Linked DNA regions of Sus scrofa: region 2 is linked to region 1. The links are chromatin contacts, called in public HiChIP or PLAC-seq maps. All regions are on one chromosome and are shown on one strand. Each heading gives the region's core, a stretch centred on a gene start, on an enhancer-like site or on the middle of the called end of the contact. The rest is flanking DNA. Distances are from core to core; before and after follow the strand shown. Region 1 holds the start of TAOK2 (serine/threonine-protein kinase TAO2). Region 2 holds the start of ASPHD1 (aspartate beta-hydroxylase domain-containing protein 1).

Region 1 (6,189 bases), core at 2,146-4,645:
CTGGGCTGCCTTCTTTGTCCAGTCCAATGGCATACATATTACTTTGCAGTGTACAAAGGACATTTATTGAGCATATAGAAAGCCCCTTACGTACATCACCTTCCATTCAATCCTCACCACAACCTTATGAGGTTTTACCATCACCCCTATTTTACAGAGGAGGAAATGGACTCAGACAGGTCAAGTGACGTGCCGTGCCCAAAGCTGGTCCTCTATCCCTGTGTTTTCAGAACAGCCCTATGAAACAAGCTGGGCAGGATCGTGATCTTCATTTCACAGATGAGATCACTGAGGCATAGAAAGGAAGGACTTCTTTCCCAAGGTCACAGTACAGGACCTTCTCCTCACCAGGCATTACTCCCTCAATAACTCACTCCAAGCTCAATCCCCTCCTGCAGGAAGCCTCCCCAGACTACTGTGCCCTTGGGGAGAGCTCCTAGAGCATCTAGCCAGAAATGTGCTGAAAACTCCAGCAGTACTTCACAGCCAAGACCCCCAAGGGGATTCCAGGCCAGGCTCCTGGCTAAGTACTTGTTGGAATTTAGGCACAAAAGAGTTTTCAGCAGAGCTGGACTCCCAGGGCAGAGTTCTAGCTCCTTAAAAGCACCTAACAATTTAGCATGTAATTATATTCTGTTGTGCATTGTTTCCTGTTGTGTTGTTAATTTTGTCTTCTCAGCCCAACTGGAAGCTGGAGGGCACGGAGCAAGCCTCACTCTCTGGTGGGCCCCCAGGGTGCAGAGGGCTCAGAATAGCCTGAGATTGATTGATTGCCCTGAGCCCAGCCCTAAGCAGCTCTCAGCTCCTCAAAGCAGGCCCCTTTCTCCATTCTCCTGCCAGCAACCCTGCTAAGCACCCCTCACCCCCACCACACACCCACACACAAAGGCAGGTGCTCACAACTTGCCAAAGGAATCTTCTTGACCTCTTTATCAGCACCCAGCCAAGAATGCCAACCCAGGACCCCAGAGCGCATGTAAGGGATGCCAGTGAAACATCACACAGGGCCTCTGCATCAAATAACAAACATATGAGTGGTTACCAAGGTCTGTGCTAAATCATAACCACCTTCTAAAATGGACAATGTTATCTCCACTCTACAGATGAGGAAACCCAAGTCTGTCGGTCCTAAGCTACACTACCAGCGCATATCATCCACAAAGTACAGCAACAGGGCTCTGAGTAAGTTCCTTACACTTGGTCTTCTCATCAGTAAAACGGATGACAGTGTGGGGCTGTTGTGAATTTTTTAATGAGATCTCATACTTGGGAGGAACACCATGCAGACACTCAGTATACGGATTTTTCTCTCTGCTTCCAGAGTCACCCAACAAGGCTCTAATGCTTTGGGGATCATCCTACCCTACCTACCTACAGCTCGGCTTTAACTGTTAAAGAGACACCACTGTCATTTGTCAGAAGAGGCAGCCCTCTCAGGAACCCAGGCCAAAGACTGGGATCAGGGTAAAAGATGAAGGTCACAGTAGAGAGAAAAATCCATGAAGCAAAAGGCAGAAGCCAGAACTTCCCATCAGGACAAGCTCCTGAGAATAGCCCTCAAGTAGCTCCTCTCTCTTCCATTCTTAAATCTCACCCCAACTCATTCTCCTCTGCACCCCTGGCTAACCCCAAGCACAGAACAAAAGAGATAACGAGAGACGGGTATGGCGCAGAGGGGGCAAGACTTGATCAAGGGCTTGGGTTCCAATTCTGATTCTGCCACTGTGTGACCTTGGGCAACCTCTCTGGGCCTTAATGTTCTCAACTGTAAAATGGGAAGACAGCAATCAATGAGCCCCTCACCAGATGAATGGAGGGGAAGAGGTCACATGAGAGAAGAGATATAAAGCACTTTGGAAATAAATTGCCAGACAAATGGGCTCACTTCTACCATCACAGCAAGAGGTTGGAAGGTAACAATAGGCTGGGGGGAAATATTGCCAGGTACCCCCAGATACAAATGCACTCACACACTTCCTTGAAAGGACAAGAAACCCAACCAGACCATGCCTGAAAAACAGATAAACAGACCCACCACAGGGATCAGAGGCATGGGAATCAACAACCCAGAGCAGTAAGGAAAGAGGGTTACAATCATGGAGAAGGGGTAGCAGTGAGGGGCAAAGTGAACAGAGAGACCAGAAGGGCACAAACCCATCCGATTAGCTCAAGCACCCTAGGGTATGACCCCCGGTGACATCGGAGACCCTGTCACCTGAGGTCCCCCAGCAACCAGGCAATAATGAAGGGAAGAGGAAGGGAAAGAGGGTGGCAGCAAAAGGCAAGGCTAGTCAGAGGCTGACCACTGGCCCCGTTGGGCTTCCCCATCCTGAGGACAGGGCCTACCCAGGGCCAGCTTCCCAGAAAGAAGCACCCTTTCTTCTCAAGCTAGACACAGGGACCCGCGCCCCTGCACCCCGTGTCTCACCTGGTAGGGGTCACTATGGTGCCCCAGCGCCTCCGCCTCCTCCTGGGGTCCTCCAGCGGCTCTGCCAAGCAGGGAGAGGGGCAAGGAGACCTTTCCCCTTGCCACCTCTTCCTCGGCTTTCGCCCTTCCTGAGGGGCGGGCCCGGGAAGCCTCCCGTGGAGGGGAGGGGGTGACAACCTGATCTGACCTCGCGGTCCAGTCCTCCTCCTCCTCGAGGGCGACAGTTGCTGAATCCCGGATTTCTGATTGTGGGGTCTGAGCCCCAGATATTTGAACGGGGGGAGGCTGAATCTGATATCTGAACTAGTGGGGAATGAACCCCGGATACTGGTACACGCAGGATCCTGAACACCAGATATTTGAAATTCTATGAAACAGAGCCCCAGGTTTAGAGAGGTTGGGACCCGAGTCCCGGATATCTGAAATCTGAGGGGCTGATACCCGGATATTTGAGAAGCGTGGGGTCAAGCCCGGAAATTCGAGACCGAAGGGACTGAGCCCCAGGTCTTCGGCCACCGACAGGGGGCCTACCCCGAGGACGGTCGACCGCACGGCCCCTCTCACGCCGGGGTCCGAGGGTGACAGCCTCCACTCCCGCCCCGGCCTCCTCCCTTTCCCCTTCTCTCTCCCGAGGATAGCGGAAAGATTGTAGCTAAGGGCGGTCCCCGTGCCCTCTCTCCCTCTCCTCTTCTCAGTCTCAGCTTCTCTCCGCACCACAGCCCCGGTCTCGTCCCGGTCTCCCTCTCCCTCTTCCTCCCAATTCCAAGATGGAGACCGGGCGGGAGCGCGCAGGCGCGGTAGAGACGCCGGGCCAAGGGGGCGGGGCTCAGAAGGGAATAGTCCCGCCCCCTCCCCTTACCGCTGCGGCCGGGGAGCTGGGCAGTAACCCAGCCAGAGTGCGCGCGCGCCCCGCCACGCGGACCCCGGGTGGGAGGAGGCCGGGAGAAGGGCCAGTCTTGGAGGGGGAGGAGCCCAGCGCGCTGTCCGACAACTGGTGGTGGAAAGGGCTGCGGCGCATGCGCCCGCCCCGCCTTAGCGCTGAGCCCGAGCTTGTTGCTAGGGGAAGCTTTGAGGGGGCGCGGGTGGCAGGAAATAAGAAGCTGCGATCTGCGCCTGCGTGCAGGGTAGAGGTTGGGAGGGGTAAGGGAAGACTGCTGCTGGGCGCGGAAAAGGCGGGAAAACGGACTGTCCTGCTTAGTAACTATCCAGCCGGGACGTGGGCTACCAAGTTCGAGGAATCTTTGCTGGTAAAATTCTGTCATATTTCTTCATTGCAGCATGACGTGCACAAGGTCACACTGCACTTATGTCAAAGCATTTCCATGACCATACCCGAGAGCTGCAGTAACCTATGCCCTATACCGACCTGTATCCCAAACTAGAGAGTCAACAAGGAAAAATCCGCCAAAACCTCGCAAGCCCCTCTACCCTAAAACTCCCACCTTAATCCAATTCCCAATGAACACCCTGGGAAACGCTGGGCAAAAAAAAAAGCCTTTTATTTCCTCCCACATTCCAGCTCTCCACTTTTTGTAACATCTCTTCCAACTCCGAACGAAGACCCAAGAAGTTCACACCTGAAGAGAACAAAATAAAAAAACAGGGCAGGTCAGAGGACCCGTGGAGGAAGCTCTGGGATGGCTGTAGAAATTGAGGAAGGAGCAGAGGAAGTGACAACTAGAGATAGGTACAGGCACTTATGCCAACTGAGATGGCCTCAGGACCCCAGGATCTGCCAGGAGTCAGAAACTCTTCCTTTCCAGTCTGCTCAGATCTAAGAAAGGCTGAGAGGGATCCGCCTTTCTCCATCCCAGGTAGGTGGTCGCGGAATTCCTGTGGCACAGCAAGTTAAGGATCCCACTTTGTCACTGCAGCGGTGTGGGCCACTGATGTGGCATGGGTTTGATACCTGGGCCTGGGAACTTCCACAGGCCACAGGCAGAGCCCCCCCCCCCCAAAAAAAAAGGAAAAGGAAAAAGAAGAAAACTAGGTAAGTCTTGAGGGTCTAAATCCTTTCGTCAGAGCCATTCCCTGGGCCTGTGCTGTTTCTTCTTCTCTCGCAGTTATTTCCTAAGGCACAGCAGCCAGCAAGCTGAGAACAGTTTAGGAGCTGGGTGTACAATATATGACTCATTTTCAAATTATATGAGACTCACCTGAAAGGGTGAGATTTTTTTACAGGATATATATATATATATTTTAACCATAATGAGCTGACCCACTAACTAGTCCAATATGTCCCACACTCCCACTTTGGAAGATGTGTTCCCTCCAAAGACCCTGCTAGCAGAATCAACTTTATCTAAATGGAATGATGGCTAATGGAAAAAGAGAAGATGCATGTGAAGTCCTTGGGCACGTAGTATGTGCCCAGTAAATGGAATCATCAATCAATTCCTTTGAGCAGTTCAAAATGAATTTTACAAAATTTGCATCATAAAACAGGGTATCAGAATTTTAGGACAAATGCAAAACAAACATTAATTCATATCCAGAACATATCAAATTTGAACCCTCTTCATTCACCACTGATGCCAAAAAGCCTGGATGAGAACTACACCTATGGATGAATCTTAAAATCAGAATGTTTAACCAAAAGAAGTCAGTCACAAAAGAATATGAGTCCACCCATATAAGGCACAGAAATAAGTAAAGCCAAACCATATTGTTTAGGAATGGCTCTTTCTCAGTTAGAATTGCCACCCCCGCCCCATACCCTGTTCCCACAGGACTGAGGCAAAGAACCTTACCTGAGAACGAGACAGGAACTAGGCCAGTGCCCTCAGAGCCGGGTTCTAGACCAGTGGGACTCCCGGCGCGGGGGGAAGCACAGAGCAGTGAGACAGCAGAGAGGGCCACAGAAGAGAAGCAGGAACGAGCCCAAAACCAGCAGCCTGGAGCCACACAGAGCCAGCTCCTCCTAGGGGTGAGGACAGGGAGGGGAGGAGGAATGATGGAGAGGCACTGTAGAGAAACTTCCCTTGGAAAGACATCTTAGATACCCTAACCTAAGGGCTATAGAGAGAAGCCTCCATGGGGGAGAGGAGCAACTAAAAGGAAAATGTTATTTTTATACAGGCTAACATTTGTCTTTTTTTTTTTTTTTTTTTTGTCTTTTTTGTTGTTGTTGTTGCTATTTCTTGGGCCGCTCCCGCGGCATATGGAGGTTCCCAGGCTAGGGGTCTAATCGGAGCTGTTGACACCGGCCTACACCAGAGCCACAGCAACGCGGGATCCGAGCCGAGTCTGCAACCTACACCACAGCTCACGGCAACGCCGGATCGTTAACCCACTGAGCAAGGGCAGGGACCGAACCCGCAACCTCATGGTTCCTAGTCGGATTCGTTAACCACTGCGCCACGACAGGAACTCCACATTTGTCTCAATGGTTTACAGACTGCTTTATTGCCCAAGCATCAAACTGAACATTCATAATGACATCAGGAGATAGGAACGTGCACTTTTTTTTTTTTTTTGGTCTTTTGTCTTTTTAGGGCCACCCCTGCGGCATATGGAGGTCCTCAGGCTAAGGGGTCGAATCGCAGCTACAGCTACGCCACAGCCACAGCCACGCCAGATCCAGGTCCAGCATGCGACCTACACCACAGCCCGCGGCAATTCTGGATCCTTAACCCACTGAACAAGGCCAGGGATCGAACCTCTGCCCTCAGGGTTCCTAGTCAGGTTTGTTAACCACTAAGCCGCAATGGGAACTCCAGGGACGTTCACTATTGTCTGCATTTTAAGATGTTCAAGCAGAG
Region 2 (5,507 bases), core at 2,393-4,892, 57 kb after region 1:
TCCTTGGGCTAGTAGCCGGGAATGAAGTAGTCAGGAGTGAGGAGAAGGTTTAAAATCTGTATTTCAGCGTTCACTGGCCAGTTCCCACCCTCAGCCCCCCACCCCCACCCCGTGCAATGGAGAGGTGGTCCTGGCTCCCACTCAAGCCGTCCCCGAGTGCAGCCTCTCGCCAGTCTAGGTGTCTGAAGGGGAACACCTTCCCTCAGGGGTCTGGTGCGAAGACAAAGTCAAGGGCCTGGCGTTCCGCCCCAGCCACATTGGGATGCCAGAGGTCCACGATGAAGACCACTCGAGGCCCATCTTCCGGAGAGCCTAGGGAACATGGGATGGAGACAGCTGAGCAGCTGACCTTAACTCCCTGTATGCTCCCCAAATACGAAAGCAAATCCTTTGTACGTAAGTGTCCGAAACTGTTCTAATCCCTTCTGAGTATTAACTCTTAATCATCCACACAAACTATGAGCTCGTACCCTAAATTATTCCCATTTTATACATAGTAATGGAGGCACACAGAGGCTAAATGACTCGCCCAAGGTCACACTGCTAAAAGCGCCCGAGGTAGGACAGGACCCCAGGTGGCCTAGGGCCCAGGTCTTGTGCTGTGGACCACTTTGCTATCCATGTGCATTCACTCAGTTCACCCTTGCAGTCGCCTGATGAAGAAGGTGGTGGGCCCGTTTCACAGGTGACTGGAGAAATGATGTGACTTGCACAAGGTCCTGCGACCGGAAAATGATGGTGTAGGACAGGAGGACAGTTGGGCCTGAGTCCTCCACAGCCTCTAGTCTGTTCCCTTTCACACTCTCGTCCCTCATCCTCCCAGCGGCCTGGGAGCCCCCTTACCATTATGAGCCACCGTGTGCAGGAAGGAGTCGTCCACCAGCAGGCAGTGTCCCTCAGCCCAGCACTGGGGCTCACCCCCAACCACCAGCTCACAGCCAGGGGGAATCTTCAGGCCTGTAGAAAGAGATCAGGGCCTCCAGCCCTCCTGCCTCCATCGAAGGAGCCCACCCCATTCAGTGAAACAGCAGACCGGAGGGTCTTACAGGCCAGGCTCTCTGGAAGGTGACCCACATACTGGATACAGTACTGGATGAAAGAAATGCTAGGTGATAGGGGGAAAGGCAGTGCAAAACACAGTCTGTCGTTTCAGAGAAAAGGGAAGCCTTCCTGAAGGAAGGAGCATCTCCCCTTGGGCTTCTCCTGGGCCCTCTCTCCTCAGAAGGCATAAAATGGATGGCTCCATCCTGCCAAGGGCCACACAGGTAAGTGCTGTGGGGAAACCGAGGAGCCAGCTCAAATAGTGGGAAATAGGACGACATCCCAGAGGGGGTGTGGCACCGGACAGTGTGAGTCGTGACGGCTAAGTAGGGGTTTCCCAAGAGGTGGTAAGGGGGAGAGACAGTCTAGGCTAAGAGCCTGTGTGTGGCATCTGCCAGGATCAGCCAAAAGGCCTTCATGATTTAGAGCGTGCCGGGAGGCATGGGAAAGAAGGGACCGGGTGAGAAATGAGAGAAAAGATCTGGGCTTGATCACATTCAACCAGCAGCACAGGAGATGATTTTAGGCAAAACAAGGTCATGACATTGAATGACAGAAAACAAGTTTTTTTTTCCCCCTCCCTATTTTCTTTCAATCTTTAAAATATAGAAAAGAAAATCTCAGTTTAGTGCCTCCCATAGCTTTAACATTGCTCTTTTTTTGGGAGTTCCCTTTGTGGCTCAGTGGTTAACGAACCTGGCTAGGATCCATGAGGATGAGGGTTCGCTCCCTGGCCCCGTTCAGTGGGTTAAGGATCCGGTGTTGCCGTGAGCTGTGGTGTAGGTCACAGACATGGCTCGGATCTCGCATTGCTGTGGCTATGGCGTAGGCTGGCAGCTGTAGCTCTGATTCGGCCCCTAGCCTGGGAGCCTCCGTATGCCACCAGTGAGACCCTAAAAACAAAGAACAAAAAAAATTGCTCTTTTTTAAAGGAGGAGAGTGGAGGCTTTAGTCTCAGACTGGAGTATTTTTGCTAGAATTTTTAAGCTTGCTTTTTAAAATTTAAATTTGTTTTTATGAATAATTTCTTTTTAAGGTAATTAGTCCTGATTATCGTTATTCTATAAAGATTCCTTTAAGAAGTAACAATTCATATCGCTCCTACATTTACAGTGTGCAGGGTATTTTGTTGTTATTTTGGCCGTGCCTTTGGCATACGGAAGTTCCCAGATCAGGGATCTAACCTGAGCCACGAGAGTGACATCGCTAAGTCCTTAACTGGTAGGCCACCAGGGAACTCCTAAAGATTCCTTTTAAAATAAGTAAAACAAAATGGGAGGGGCGAGGAGAGAAAACGAAGAAACAGAGGACAGGTGGTAAATGACTCTGGGAAAGCGTATGAAGATGGTTTGCAGAGCACTGAGGCTCAGGAAATGCTACTGTAGACAACAGGGAGTCATGGAAGATTTCTGAGAGGAAAGGCATGATCAGAAACAGGGTAAAAGATCAGGTGGCAGAGAAAAGGAGAGTCTGGAGGGGGAATTGTGGCAGCAAGAAGGTTGTCTGTAAGCAGCATCTACTTACCCAGATGGCATCTGACCCGGGCATTGGTGGGCCCACAGCGGCCCTCAAGCCGGGCCCCAGGCAGGAGGACAGAAAAGCCAGCATTGCCGAAGGTGTTGGCACTCATAAAGCTTCGCAGCCCCCTCAGTGCCCGATAGGCCCCAGGGCACCGGCGGCAGTTGCTGGGTTGGCACCGGCCTGCTTGGTACAGCAGGAGCTGGTAGCACCCAGGGGCCAGTGGTGGGGACCAGCCCCGAGGCAGAGGGGTAGTCCCTGAGAAGTCCCAGCTCACAGCCCCAAAGTCCCGCAAAATGGCAGGGAAGCTGCTCTCCAGGAGCTCCACGTCATGCCGCTGGGCATCCCGTGGCACAAAGGGGCTGAGGGCAGGTCTGGCAGGAAAAGCAGGCCTGGGCGCTGAATGCCCAGGACCCCTGGCCCTCCCCCAGGGCCTGGGCCCCCCTGAGCCGCCCGCCTCACCCTACCCATCCCAGCCCAAGAGTAGCGCCTGGCGTAGGCCCGAAGGCGACGGCTCACTAGGCCTTCTGTCCTGTGTCCTTCCCCAGACTCCCCAGAGCTCCCTGGGCTTGGCCTGCCACCTTCAGAGCACCCCCCAGGCCCACCACTGCCAGCCCTAGCCTGACTCCCAGCCTCCAGGGCCTGCAAGTCTTGGGAGCCCAGGCGGTAGCAGTACCAGAGAAACAGGGAAGTGAGGGCGCCAAGGAGCAGGGTGAGGGCAGAGGAGGCCAGAGGCAGTGGCCATGTGGGCATGAGGGGCAGAGAGGCCCTGGCCAAGAGACCTGGGGCATCTTCCAGACCCCAGTTCCCCTGTCCCCCCAGTTCTCCACCGGTTCCCTCCACGGCTGCTCCCTGGTGACCCGCTAGGCTGTTTCCCTTCCACATTCCCACCTGCTTCTCTCTCCTTCTGAGGGCCTCTCTCCACCTTGTAGCTCCCTCTTTCTCCCTTCCTTCATGTACCCCTTAACCCTCCTTCCCTTTCTCTCTGTCCTCGCCCCTCCTATCTCTTCCTTCTCCTTCCAACTCTTTCCTCTTTCTCTTTTGCCCCTTTTCTCCTCTACTTTCTCCTCCCAGTAGTTTCCTCTCTCTCCCTCAGTCTCCTTTCTCCACTGTCTCCCCCTCTCTTCTCTCCTCCCTCTACCCCCCCCACCTATCTCTTCGCTTTATCCTTCCCTCCCCCTCCCCCTTGCCTTCTAGCTCCCCTAGACTGCAGTTCCTACCCCACCTGGACCCGCAGCCCCGGGAACCCGCAACCAGCCGTCGGGAACCCGCAACCAGCCGTCCTCCGCAGCGACTTCTCTCTCTCCTTCCAACCCCCTCTCCTTCTTGCCCTTGCTTCTCACTCGACCCGACCCGCGGGTTCTCTCTCTCTCTCCCTCTCCCTCTCCCTCGCTCGCTCTCTCTCCTACTCGCTCCTTCCTTGGCTCCCACTCACCCTGACGTCACCCCTCCCCACAGTCCTCTCAGCTTAGCTACCCCCGCCCTCGCCCAGTGGCCGCGGCAACTCAGCCGGGTTGAAGGCGGGGGGTGGGGTGGTCTCCGGATTTGCCTCCCCCGGCCCGGACCGGGTGCCACGTGGGGTTCAGGGGGCACAACGCCAACCTCCAGCGCCCCGCAATGCGAAAAAGGGGCGGGGCTGGTGGAGGGGCGGGGCAATCTAAGGGGCGGGGCAAGCGCGCCGACCGATGGACGAGGCTGGCGGTCTCAGACTGCAGACGGGGGACACTGCGGCCTGTCCGTGGGTCAGCCGATCCCTCGACCAGTCGGCCTGTGATTCCACCTCCCCCTTCGCCTTCACAAAGCCAGCCCCGGGAGGGAGCCTGATAGATAATGAAGGCGGCTTCAGCCAATCGCCTACTGCGCCGGGCTCCAGGCGCGCTCAGGCGGGCCGAGAAGAGCTGTCCGCTCTTGTGGTGCTGAAAAGGGTGCTCCAGAGGCCCTGAGATGAGACCAGGAGGAAAAAAAAAAAAAAAAAATCAAAGTTGAAGCCACCAGGCGGCTGGCTGGGGTCGTGTTGTACGTTAGAAGAGGGGTCTTCCCTCCCCAGATCCCAGCCTGTCACCCCTTAGGTTTCTCACAAACGTAGGAACTTGCCATTCTTCTGGAGGAGGGGAAAACCCATTCCACATGAGCTTCTGTGAAAGCCACGTCCCATGGAGTGGGCCGGGGGCATACTGGGGGGCTGAGCAGGCGCGAACCCAGCTATGCTGTCCCTCGGTACCCTGTGAAGAGAAGACTCAGATTCCAAATGTGCTGGAATGGCTGGGGGAGGGGTATAATTACTGCTGGAACCAGAGTTTCCTTTCCCTCCCCTAGGGGCCGCGGGAGTGAGGATTACGACCCTGGCTCTAGTGGTCCCTCCTTCTTCCATCTGCACTTCCTCCCCCTCCTCCTCCCCCACCGCCCCCAAATAAATCCCAGGCCCCTCCCTTCGCCCGTCCCCAGGATCTGACGTGGGCACGACACCTTTCTCAGCTTCTCCCTCCCGCAGCTCCAGTGCCCAAGCCTCGGCTTTCCAGGTTCTGCAACCCCCTCCCCTCCCCGCCAAGCCTCACTTGAGCACAGTAGGGACCCTTCCTATACTCGACCCCACCCTAGGTCCCCGGAAGCTGTTTTGCCTTTCCCCACTCCCCCAGCTTAGAATCCAGCCAGCCCAGCGGACCCAAGCGCTCGATCAAGAGGACCCAGGCGACCCGGCTCCTTCGCCCTTCCCGGCCCCACCCCCTGCAGCCAGAGCCGCGCCCCCTCTCCTACAGACCCGAGAGCTGAGGACAGAGGAGACTGGGCAAAGAGGGGAGGGCTCCAAGCCCAGCCAGCTCTGCCCCTTCGTTCCAAGGGGCAGAGAAATTGTCTTCCTTGCTAACTGCTGGGGGGGGGGGGGAAATTAATAGGAAAGATAAAAGGAGACCGACGAAAGGTGACAGTTGGATTATTTAGGAGAGGCACGG

Evidence for each region. HiChIP or PLAC-seq counts read pairs in DNA pulled down with a chosen protein or histone mark.
Region 2: an H3K27ac HiChIP or PLAC-seq map of alveolar macrophages shows a contact between it and region 1. The contact joins the promoter of ASPHD1 here to the promoter of TAOK2 in region 1. A contact is called at or near these places in 5 of 47 Hi-C or Micro-C datasets (alveolar macrophages, embryonic fibroblasts, epiblast stem cells and 1 more) and 1 of 2 datasets of contacts at active chromatin or transcription factors (alveolar macrophages).

The regions. Positions count from the first base shown.
Region 1 is chr3:18,175,553-18,181,741 of Sscrofa11.1, reverse strand. It overlaps TAOK2 (serine/threonine-protein kinase TAO2), which reads right to left and starts at 3,395. Exons shown (of 18, transcript XR_002342897.1): 1 at 2,429-3,395. TMEM219 (insulin-like growth factor-binding protein 3 receptor) reads right to left here. Exons shown (of 7, transcript XM_021088010.1): 6 at 5,179-5,348; 7 at 3,908-4,005. The coding sequence ends at 5,211.
Region 2 is chr3:18,119,050-18,124,556 of Sscrofa11.1, reverse strand. It overlaps ASPHD1 (aspartate beta-hydroxylase domain-containing protein 1), which reads right to left and starts at 3,642. Exons shown (of 4, transcript XM_005655098.3): 1 at 2,928-3,642; 2 at 2,566-2,925; 3 at 844-957; 4 at 38-312. The coding sequence starts at 3,444. The coding sequence ends at 203. SEZ6L2 (seizure 6-like protein 2) reads left to right here and starts at 5,035. Exons shown (of 19, transcript XM_003354543.4): 1 at 5,035-5,507.